Linked DNA regions of Pan troglodytes: all the other regions are linked to region 3. Evidence: chromatin contacts called from public Hi-C and HiChIP or PLAC-seq data. All regions are on one chromosome and are shown on one strand. The core of a region is the stretch at or near the end of the contact, and the rest is flanking DNA. Distances in the headings are between cores, read along the strand shown.

Region 1 (2,755 bases), core at 76-2,575, 870 kb before region 3:
ACTCCAGAGCAATGCACTTACCTGTGAGATCCAGGGTTCTGTCCACAAAAACCACTGATGCCCTGCCTGCAGCAGTCTTCTTCCTGTTCTTTGCAGGGGCATAATTGGCCAGATCCGCAGCGATGACCCGACTTAAGGAACCTACAGCAAAACACTCCTCCCGTACTCCTAAATGTTCACACAGAGAACTGAGGCCTGACACTAGGCATCTGATCTGCAGCAGCAGCTCTGGGGTTAGCGCAGTGGAGTCCACATCACCCAGGCTTCCCAGCTTCCTCTTGTCCGGTCGGGCGCTATTAAGGAGGTGCACATCCTGGGGTAGCAGTGGGAAAAGGGATGCAAAAGCTGGAGTCAAGGCAAAGTGGGGAGCAACAGGGGCAAGCAACAACGGGACATGGAACACCTCGGCCGTGTAGTTCATGTTGCCCATCCATTCACACAGCTTCTCCTCCAGCTGCTCGAACACCAGCTGCTGCCCCTCCATCTCGGCCGCTGCCGCCGCTGGGACATGATTAGCTGTGAGGTGGACAGCGTGGCTCACGGTTGTGACCACCACACAATACTGGAAGTGACTGCGGCAGATGATGTCCCGTAGGATCTCCACGGTCCGGCCTTTCAGCAGGCAGCTCAGCACAAACACCGCCTTGGGCTGCTTGGCTCCACCACCAATTGCGTCGGGCTCGAACTCTCGCAGGTGACAGTCAGGACCCCCCACCGCCTCCAGGAGACGGGTGGATCCGCAGCCCCAGTGCAGGCTCTCGGCGCAAGCGGCGTCCAGGTAAACCACAGCTCGTTTCACTTTGGCCAGCACCTGCTCCCATCCTTGCTGGGTAAAGGACAGTACGCCCGAGGCGCTCATGGTTGGGGATTCGCAGACTTGGGAAACTACGGTGCAGGAACTTCTTTCAGAACTCACCGCTTCCGGAAATTGGGCTCCGGGAGACTTTGACAGTCTCCACAGTACACGTGGTCGGCCTCTGACACGCTCCCTGATGGCGCTCGGTGATGACGTTAAACTGAGCGGTGATTGGCTAGAGAGGAGGCCGGGAGTGAGGAAGGATGGCGCGGTCTGGAAAGAAGTGGGTGGGGCTCTGTGGCTCCGGGCTTCCTCAAAAGCTCGTGGAGATCAGGTGTTTCCTGAGATGGAGCTGAACTGAGTTCTTTCCGTCGCTCGGCCTGTCTGCGCAGATAATCTTCTCAGATAATCTTCTCATGTTCCTTGAAAAGTCTCCGAAATAAAAACCTAATCCGAAATTTGATATCTTCCTTAGATATGAACACGTCTCCAAAAGTACAGCCACCTTCTCAATCTAAACTCAGAGCAACTAGAAAAAGATAATAAAAACAACCGTGTGCAATATTTTGAGTTTATAGATTGCTGTCACATACGTTATTGCCCACAAGCCTCATAACAAACGCTGTTGTTCTCATTTTCACTTTCTCCATCTTTCCTCCCTCATCTCATCGTCACTACATCTTATAGGCTTAAAAACTCTGAGAATTCAGCCCTTCCTCTCCATTTTTGCTGTCACAAAAACCCAACATCATCGCTCACCCAGGCAATGATCTCCCAACATTTTCTGACTTTTGATCTCTTTCCCCTCCAATTCTATTTTCTTCCTAATAAACAAAGTTGGTCCTACAACTTTCCTGCTTAAAAGCTTCTCCTAGCCCAGTTGCCTATAGGATACATCCACACTCTTTAAAAAGCATCAACATCCTTCTTGATTTCTCAATTTCTCTCCAGCTATTCCCAACCTGGAGAAAAATTGTACCGATACAATGAAGTCAATAGGCTGAACCCAAAATGTTTTATGGGTTCTGTTTGTTCCACCAATGTACTTACATTACTAAGTATAATCTCTGTGCTAAGCTTCAAAGATGCAATGGTTAATAAAATTCATTACCTAATCCACAAAGAATTTACCTGGTAAACTTACCGAAAATAATCATTCCAACAGTACTGCCTGTGAGAGACTTTTTCTAACTCACCACCACTATCACCCTATCACCTCTCACTTCCCCCATCTATCAAACCACTCAATTGATACATTCGCTAAGTACTTGTCATATCATGGGTAAGTATTAACACTATTTTCTTTAAACTATCTGTTTTGCTAAATTATGCACTAGATGCTTGGTATCCCCAACACTTATAACAGGTGTTCAATAAAAGTTCATTGAATGAATGTTCAATTAATATCCATGGCCAGGCGCGGTGGCTCATGCCTGTAATCCCAACACTTTGGGAGGCCGAGGTGGGCAGATCACCTGAGGTCAGGGGCTCAAGACCAGCTTGGCCAACATGGTGAAGCTCCGTCTCTACTAAAAGTACAAAAATTAGCTGGACATGGTGGCAGGTACCTGTAATCCCAGCTACTCGGGAGGTTGAGGCAGGAGAATCACTTGAACCCGGGAGGCAGAGGTTGCAGTGAGCCAAGATCGCACCACTGCACTCCAGCCTGGGTGACAGAGTGAGACTCTGTCTCAAAAAAAAAAAAATTCCACATAATATATCCAGCCAATTTTTAATAAATATGTACAGTATTCCAAACACTGTCTGGGTTTTAAGGATATAAAGAAAACTAAACCACAGCCCTGATTTCAAAATAATTATGATGAAATAAAGGGACCCACACATGTAAAACAAGTGCAGTAAAATGTTACAGAAGCAAATACTTTTTAAAATTTTTTGTATAGGAGTCAAGAAGGAGGAAAAATAAATTCTAAGAGAAAAAGGAAGTAGTCAGAAAAA
Region 2 (2,865 bases), core at 111-2,610, 930 kb before region 3:
AAATTCTTGGATTTGAATTCCAGTCCTACCACGTATCAGATATATGGCCTTGGGCAACTTATTTTTCTGTTTCAGTTTCCCTACCTGCAAAATGGGATACTAATAGTATCTGTTTCATAGAATTACTCTTAAGAATGAAATAAGATAACACATATAAACAGTCCAAAGACCTAGCATACTGTAAGTTCTCAATAATGGTTAGTTATTTCACTTTTCTTATCATCATTATGTTCCTTGCAGCCCTCAAATATAGTTACCTAATACACTAAAAGTCATCTTCTTTTCATGTTATAACCCTGTAACATTTTTCTTCCTAGATTCATCCATATTCTGCTACTTTCAAATTTTGTTCTATTTCAACTTAGTTTGATTTTTGCCCCCATGTGTAATCAAGAACTTGGCCTATGAATCTCAGCAAAGAAAAATTTTCCTATCCAGTAAAATGTACTAATATTTACTGAATACCTAAGAACAGATTATAAGAGAGAAACCTTATTTTTAAAAGAGAAAAATAAAATTTTGCAAACTTCCAGAAACAAATTCTACCTATTAACCAGATTCAATATCCATATTTAAATATTTCTGTATCAATAAAATTATTTAATAATTTTTAAAACAAAAAAATTAAAAGCCGAATTTTTTTTCTAAAATCAACGCATTAGTTCTGTGGTTCTCTGACTTTTTGATCAAAAGAAAAAAAGCCATTTAAAACTTAAATTCCATTGCAATCATATTCATCTAATACCAAAGACAAAGCTGGATGTGAAAAAAAACGAGAAATAGAAAAATTAGGTATGTAATTCCTGGTGAAGAAGAAATAACACTGATGTGACTTGACAATTAGGACTCTAAGGGTGAGGGACTAGGCCAGACCATGTCTGACTGCTCAATTGTTTTCTCAGTACCATTTCAGTCACTAATTCGAAAGTAATAAGAGAACTTTTACCCACCATAAGTGGGGGAATAGGGGAAGAATGGGGGGAAAAAGGGAGTAGGGGTAGAATAGAATTAAGGAGAGGTAGTCCAGACCAATTTTGACAGTTGTAAAATAGATCAATAAGAAACTAAAATAATTATTCTTTGTAAGCAAAAACTCTCCTAGAGAGTTCCCAAAGCTGAATCTAAGAAAAGTGGTCATTGCTGAGCCCAAGGGCAGTGTGCACATATTCCTTCCCTATTCTTTCAACAGTATACAAAAGTCGTTACTACTTTGGCCTAGATTCCATGTTGGCTAGGTTGGCCCACAATTCAGAACAGGTTTAAATAAGCTTCCTCAGAGGCTGCCTGTGTCCTAGGTTTAGGCTTACCCATACTCATCTTGATTGGCAGGTTTTCTCTGCTTGCTGCTTCCACTAGATGTCTCCGAACTTCCATCACTGCCTCTTTGTGCTTAGTGTTCAGTAAAGCTTCCCATAGGGCTTTGGCTGTGGTGTCACTGCAGGAAAATCACAAGAAGAGCTTTAGAATAAATTTCTACTGGATACTGGAAAGGGTTGAAAGCAAAATACTTTTTAAAATATATTTTTGAGCATTAAGGTAGTCTTTCCTACTGATAAACTCTAAGTATTAGGATTAAAGAATGTCTAATTCACATAATTGGCAGAAAATATTGAGAAATTAAGGAAACAATAAAATCAAGTGAAAAAAGGGAAGAAAAGCTGTATTGTGTGATGAGAAGTGTGGGAAAACTATGTGATAAATTTTTTCAAAGATTTTGCACTTAAATCTTTCAGAATTCAACTCAACATCACTAGAGTAATATAAATGTTATATAAGCCAAAATTAAATGCAAGTCTCAAAATGATTTATCAGTGATTATAAGCACTATATCAATTCGAGATTAAATACTTGTCCAAGAAACAAAGCAATCAGCAATGAGCATTTCATTCAAAAATTACTCAACAGACTTCCTAATTAGTAGGCTTCCTACTAAATGAAAATCAGGAATTATGCTAAGTAGCCATGGCCTGAAGTATCCCACTTTGGGCCTTAGGTTGGAAGGATGGTACTTACTAAAACCTTTACAATTAACCGTTGATAACAGCACGAAGCACTGCATTATATGCAAGGTCTCATCTGGGCTCACTTCTCCAATAGCCCTCTGTCTCACCCAACATGCTATGTCCAAATTATAAATGAGGGCAGTGTTCTTTCCGGAAGATCTCTGCCATGTAGCCAAGTATACACATTTGTAGTAACGTTTTAAAAACTGAATACAAAGAAACAAGGATGACTTCTGTCCCTTTCTAAAGACTTTTTCCTCCAATTAAAGCCCTACTCACTCTCCTACTATTCACTTAGTAATAGTTCAAAAATAAATACATTTTTAATTTAGTTTTAAAGTTACATCTATTAAGATTTTAATTTAGTTTTAAAGTTATACCTAATAAGACATATCTTCCAAATTTGAATTGGATATTGAATAATAGAATGATATATTTTTACACTGAGTTTAATGTCTGACACATTATAATCTTTCATTGAATAGTTTTTATTATCATGTATCTTTCCATAATGAACTAATATTACTGCTCAACATACTCCACTTGTTTTAATCTGATCAAATCTGTCACCACTATAACTCTGCATCTAATATTCTTAAGTTTAATTTAAGTAAGCAGGTAAACTACATGCCAAGCCCTGTATTTGGTTGGGATATAGATTTTTAAAAAGCTTTGAATGGCATAGTTTAGAAGACAAGGCAGATACAAAAGCAAATAAATTACTAAAAAAGTGTGGTAATAAAAGCCATGGTCAATGCTTGCATAGGTGTTTATGCAAGCATAATCCTAGCTGGGAGGACAGGGACTGAAGGAATGATTTCTACTGGAAATGATGAGCAAGTACAAAGATACATAAGCTCTA
Region 3 (2,706 bases), core at 117-2,616:
TGATTTCCTGAAGGAACATGTGGAAGTAATAGCGAGCGGTGCAGTCACCCAAGCTGAAGATGCACGAGAGCGGGTCGCGTAGAAGAGCTGGGGCAATGGGACCCCCAGCGCAGCCCCAGGCGCCCTGTTTTCGAGGCTGACACCCCAAGATCCTGTCCTGGTTAGGGACAGCACCGCGCCCGTTGGAGTACTTCTCTGTGACTCTCCCCTGTCCACTGCACTGTGTCCACCCTCCTGGTGAAGGAGGAGACGGCTGTTGGACATGCCAGTCCCAACCTGGCCACTTTGGCCATTTTCAGAGTACCTGTGTTGGGGTGGGGTTGAGGGAGAAGGATGAAAGACGACCCCCAACCCCAACAGGAGAATTCAAAAATCAGAGAGCGATGAAGGTGAACGCGCTCCCCTCCCCCGCTGTCGCTGGGAAGCCCCACTCTGCCCAGGTCTGGTTCCTGGAGCATCAGCGCCCCCTTTCCCTCGCCGGCAGGATCGTTTCCTCCCGACACTGGCCTCTCGCCTTGGGCGCAGGGTTTGGGGCTCAGCTGTCAATTCCAAGGCATTCGTAGGGTTCGACCCACGCGGCGGGAGGGAACGGAGGGAGAATCAAAAGGCATCCTCCCCCACGACGCGGAGGCGGTGGTACGATTCCTCAAACGCCCAAGCTTGAGCTTTTTTTGTATGCGAGATAGAAGCCAGGGCAACCTCGCCCAGATAACCCCGAAAACAAAGGCACGACCAGATAAGTGACTTCAAGGGAGTAAAGGTCGTTCTGTCGGAGAACGTTCCAAACCTACACAGACCCTCTTTTCTTTGTACCGTATTTCAGACCACCCAGTCTTGCACACACACACACGCACACACACACACACACCACACAAAACAAAAACCCATCATTGTCATATTGGACTCAACAGTTTGCCTAATCCTATTAAATAACTAGCAACTATATAGCCCTTCCCCTAAAAGACCCCTAGTTCAAAACGGCGCAACCGCTTGGAGATTTCTCCCGAGGGCCCTATTTCTCGTTGGGCCGAGTTTGTAGAAGGGACATTTCTTGATTCTAGATTTATATTCTCTCTGGGTATTAAATGCAATTTTGTATGTTCCTTTTCTTCTTTTCAAAGAGAATACAAAACTATAGCAGTCTAAGAAAATAACCCCAAAATGGGGAGGCAAACTCATTCTGGAAATGATGGGCTGTTTGTAGTTTCACAAAACCTCTTTCCCGGCAGAGCACCAACACCTCCCCCTTCCACCACCCCCCATCCCATCTGGTCTGCTTCTCCCCGCCCCCCAGTTGTTGTCGAAGTCTGGGGGTTGGGACTGGACCCCCTGATTGCGTAAGAGCAAAAAGCGAAGGCGCAATCTGGACACTGGGAGATTCGGAGCGCAGGGAGTTTGAGAGAAACTTTTATTTTGAAGAGACCAAGGTTGAGGGGGGGGCTTATTTCCTGACAGCTATTTACTTAGAGCAAATGATTAGTTTTAGAAGGATGGACTATAACATTGAATCAATTACAAAACGCGGTTTTTGAGCCCATTACTGTTGGAGCTACAGGGAGAGAAACAGAGGAGGAGACTGCAAGAGATCATTGGAGGCCGTGGGCACGCTCTTTACTCCATGTGTGGGACATTCATTGCGGAATAACATCGGAGGAGAAGGTAAGGGAAAAGAAAAAATGATTTTTTGTTTATAAGGGAAATCCCTGATCAGACTCTGGGACTGGAGAAAGCGAAGTAACTTCAAACTTTGGGCGACAAGAAAAAAAAAAGGAGCTGGATTCCAGTTGTGTGTCCAGAGAGTAATTTTTTTTTTTTTCGGAATAAACTTCACTTGGGGACGGGTGGGAGATAACCATAGAGTTATAAAGTCTAGGTATTTTTTTTAAACACACATTTTCCAGACCTATTTTTAAAAACAATGTTTTTCTAACAACCCTATGGCCTCCCAAAGAAATTGTTTAGGCTTACATTTTTGAGGTTTCTTTTGGGAGTGGGGGTGGTGTTCGTGAATACTGGGCCGAACACCAAGGAACTGGGGGTGGAGGCAGAGGTGTTTGCCCTCTTCTTGGCAGTGGGTCCTGGAAGGCGACAGGTTTTAAATGAGTGTTTTCATTCCTCGCCTGCGGTTTGGCGGGACAGCGCTGCAGCCCATGGTGTGGAGCGCGGCTGGGGGACCAGGGGAGGTGGGGAGAGGGGAGCGTGGAGGGGGGCGCAGGAGGCGGGCAGGGCTCGGCTGGAGACCGGACCTCGGTGTTGGCCTACAGCACAGGGAGCCGGCCGAATGCGCGTGATTACTGGACGGCGCTGCTCTGGGTGAGAGTCGGGGCCAGATTTGGCGCGGCGGTGAGGCGGCTGCGGGACAAGCAGAGGCGCGCGGGCGTGGGCAAGGGTTTGGGGCGCTCTGGAGCGGTTTGTTGGGTCAGTGAGGTGCCAGGGAGAGCGGGTGCCTGCCGGGCAGTGTGCTCGGGTTGCACGCCCTAGCGCGGGGGCGACAGCGGCGGCGCGGGCGGGCGGTCTGGAATAATGACAAACACATTTGGCCCTGAGTGAAGAAGTCGTCGTCGCCTCGCATTCCAGCAACTGGGATTTGAGGAATTTCGAACCGCACACCAAGGGGCCCTCATTGTGCGCCGTGGCCCCCGCCCCCGCCCGTCTTCCCGCGCCTCCTCCTCGGTAGAATCATTTCTGCATTGCCCGGGGGCTCTA

The links. Hi-C and Micro-C count contacts between places; a contact is called where the count stands out from the background. HiChIP or PLAC-seq counts read pairs in DNA pulled down with a chosen protein or histone mark.
Region 1: an H3K4me3 HiChIP or PLAC-seq map of stem cell-derived excitatory neurons shows a contact between it and region 3, with 11 times the contacts expected there. The contact joins the promoter of SCFD2 here to the promoter of PDGFRA in region 3. A contact is called at or near these places in 1 of 7 Hi-C or Micro-C datasets (stem cell-derived neural progenitor cells) and 1 of 1 datasets of contacts at active chromatin or transcription factors (stem cell-derived excitatory neurons).
Region 2: a contact with region 3 is called in a Hi-C map of stem cell-derived neural progenitor cells, with 7 times the contacts expected there. The contact joins the enhancer-like site here to the promoter of PDGFRA in region 3. A contact is called at or near these places in 1 of 7 Hi-C or Micro-C datasets (stem cell-derived neural progenitor cells) and 1 of 1 datasets of contacts at active chromatin or transcription factors (stem cell-derived excitatory neurons).

Annotation. Positions count from the first base shown.
Region 1 is chr3:76,494,567-76,497,321 of NHGRI_mPanTro3-v2.0_pri, reverse strand. It overlaps SCFD2 (sec1 family domain containing 2), which reads right to left and starts at 1,325. Exons shown (of 9, transcript XM_001148032.6): 1 at 22-1,325. The coding sequence starts at 859.
Region 2 is chr3:76,561,021-76,563,885 of NHGRI_mPanTro3-v2.0_pri, reverse strand. SCFD2 (sec1 family domain containing 2) reads right to left here. Exons shown (of 9, transcript XM_001148032.6): 3 at 1,308-1,435. Among named protein-coding and RNA genes, the nearest start is that of SCFD2, 66 kb to the right of the region's middle. Within about 2 kb of position 1,360, at least 1 of the 24 cell types and tissues checked has an H3K27ac peak or open chromatin away from gene starts, as enhancers often do. A contact at or near this core is called in stem cell-derived neural progenitor cells, where this site is marked.
Region 3 is chr3:75,626,222-75,628,927 of NHGRI_mPanTro3-v2.0_pri, reverse strand. It overlaps PDGFRA (platelet derived growth factor receptor alpha), which reads left to right and starts at 1,366. Exons shown (of 23, transcript XM_024356152.3): 1 at 1,366-1,659.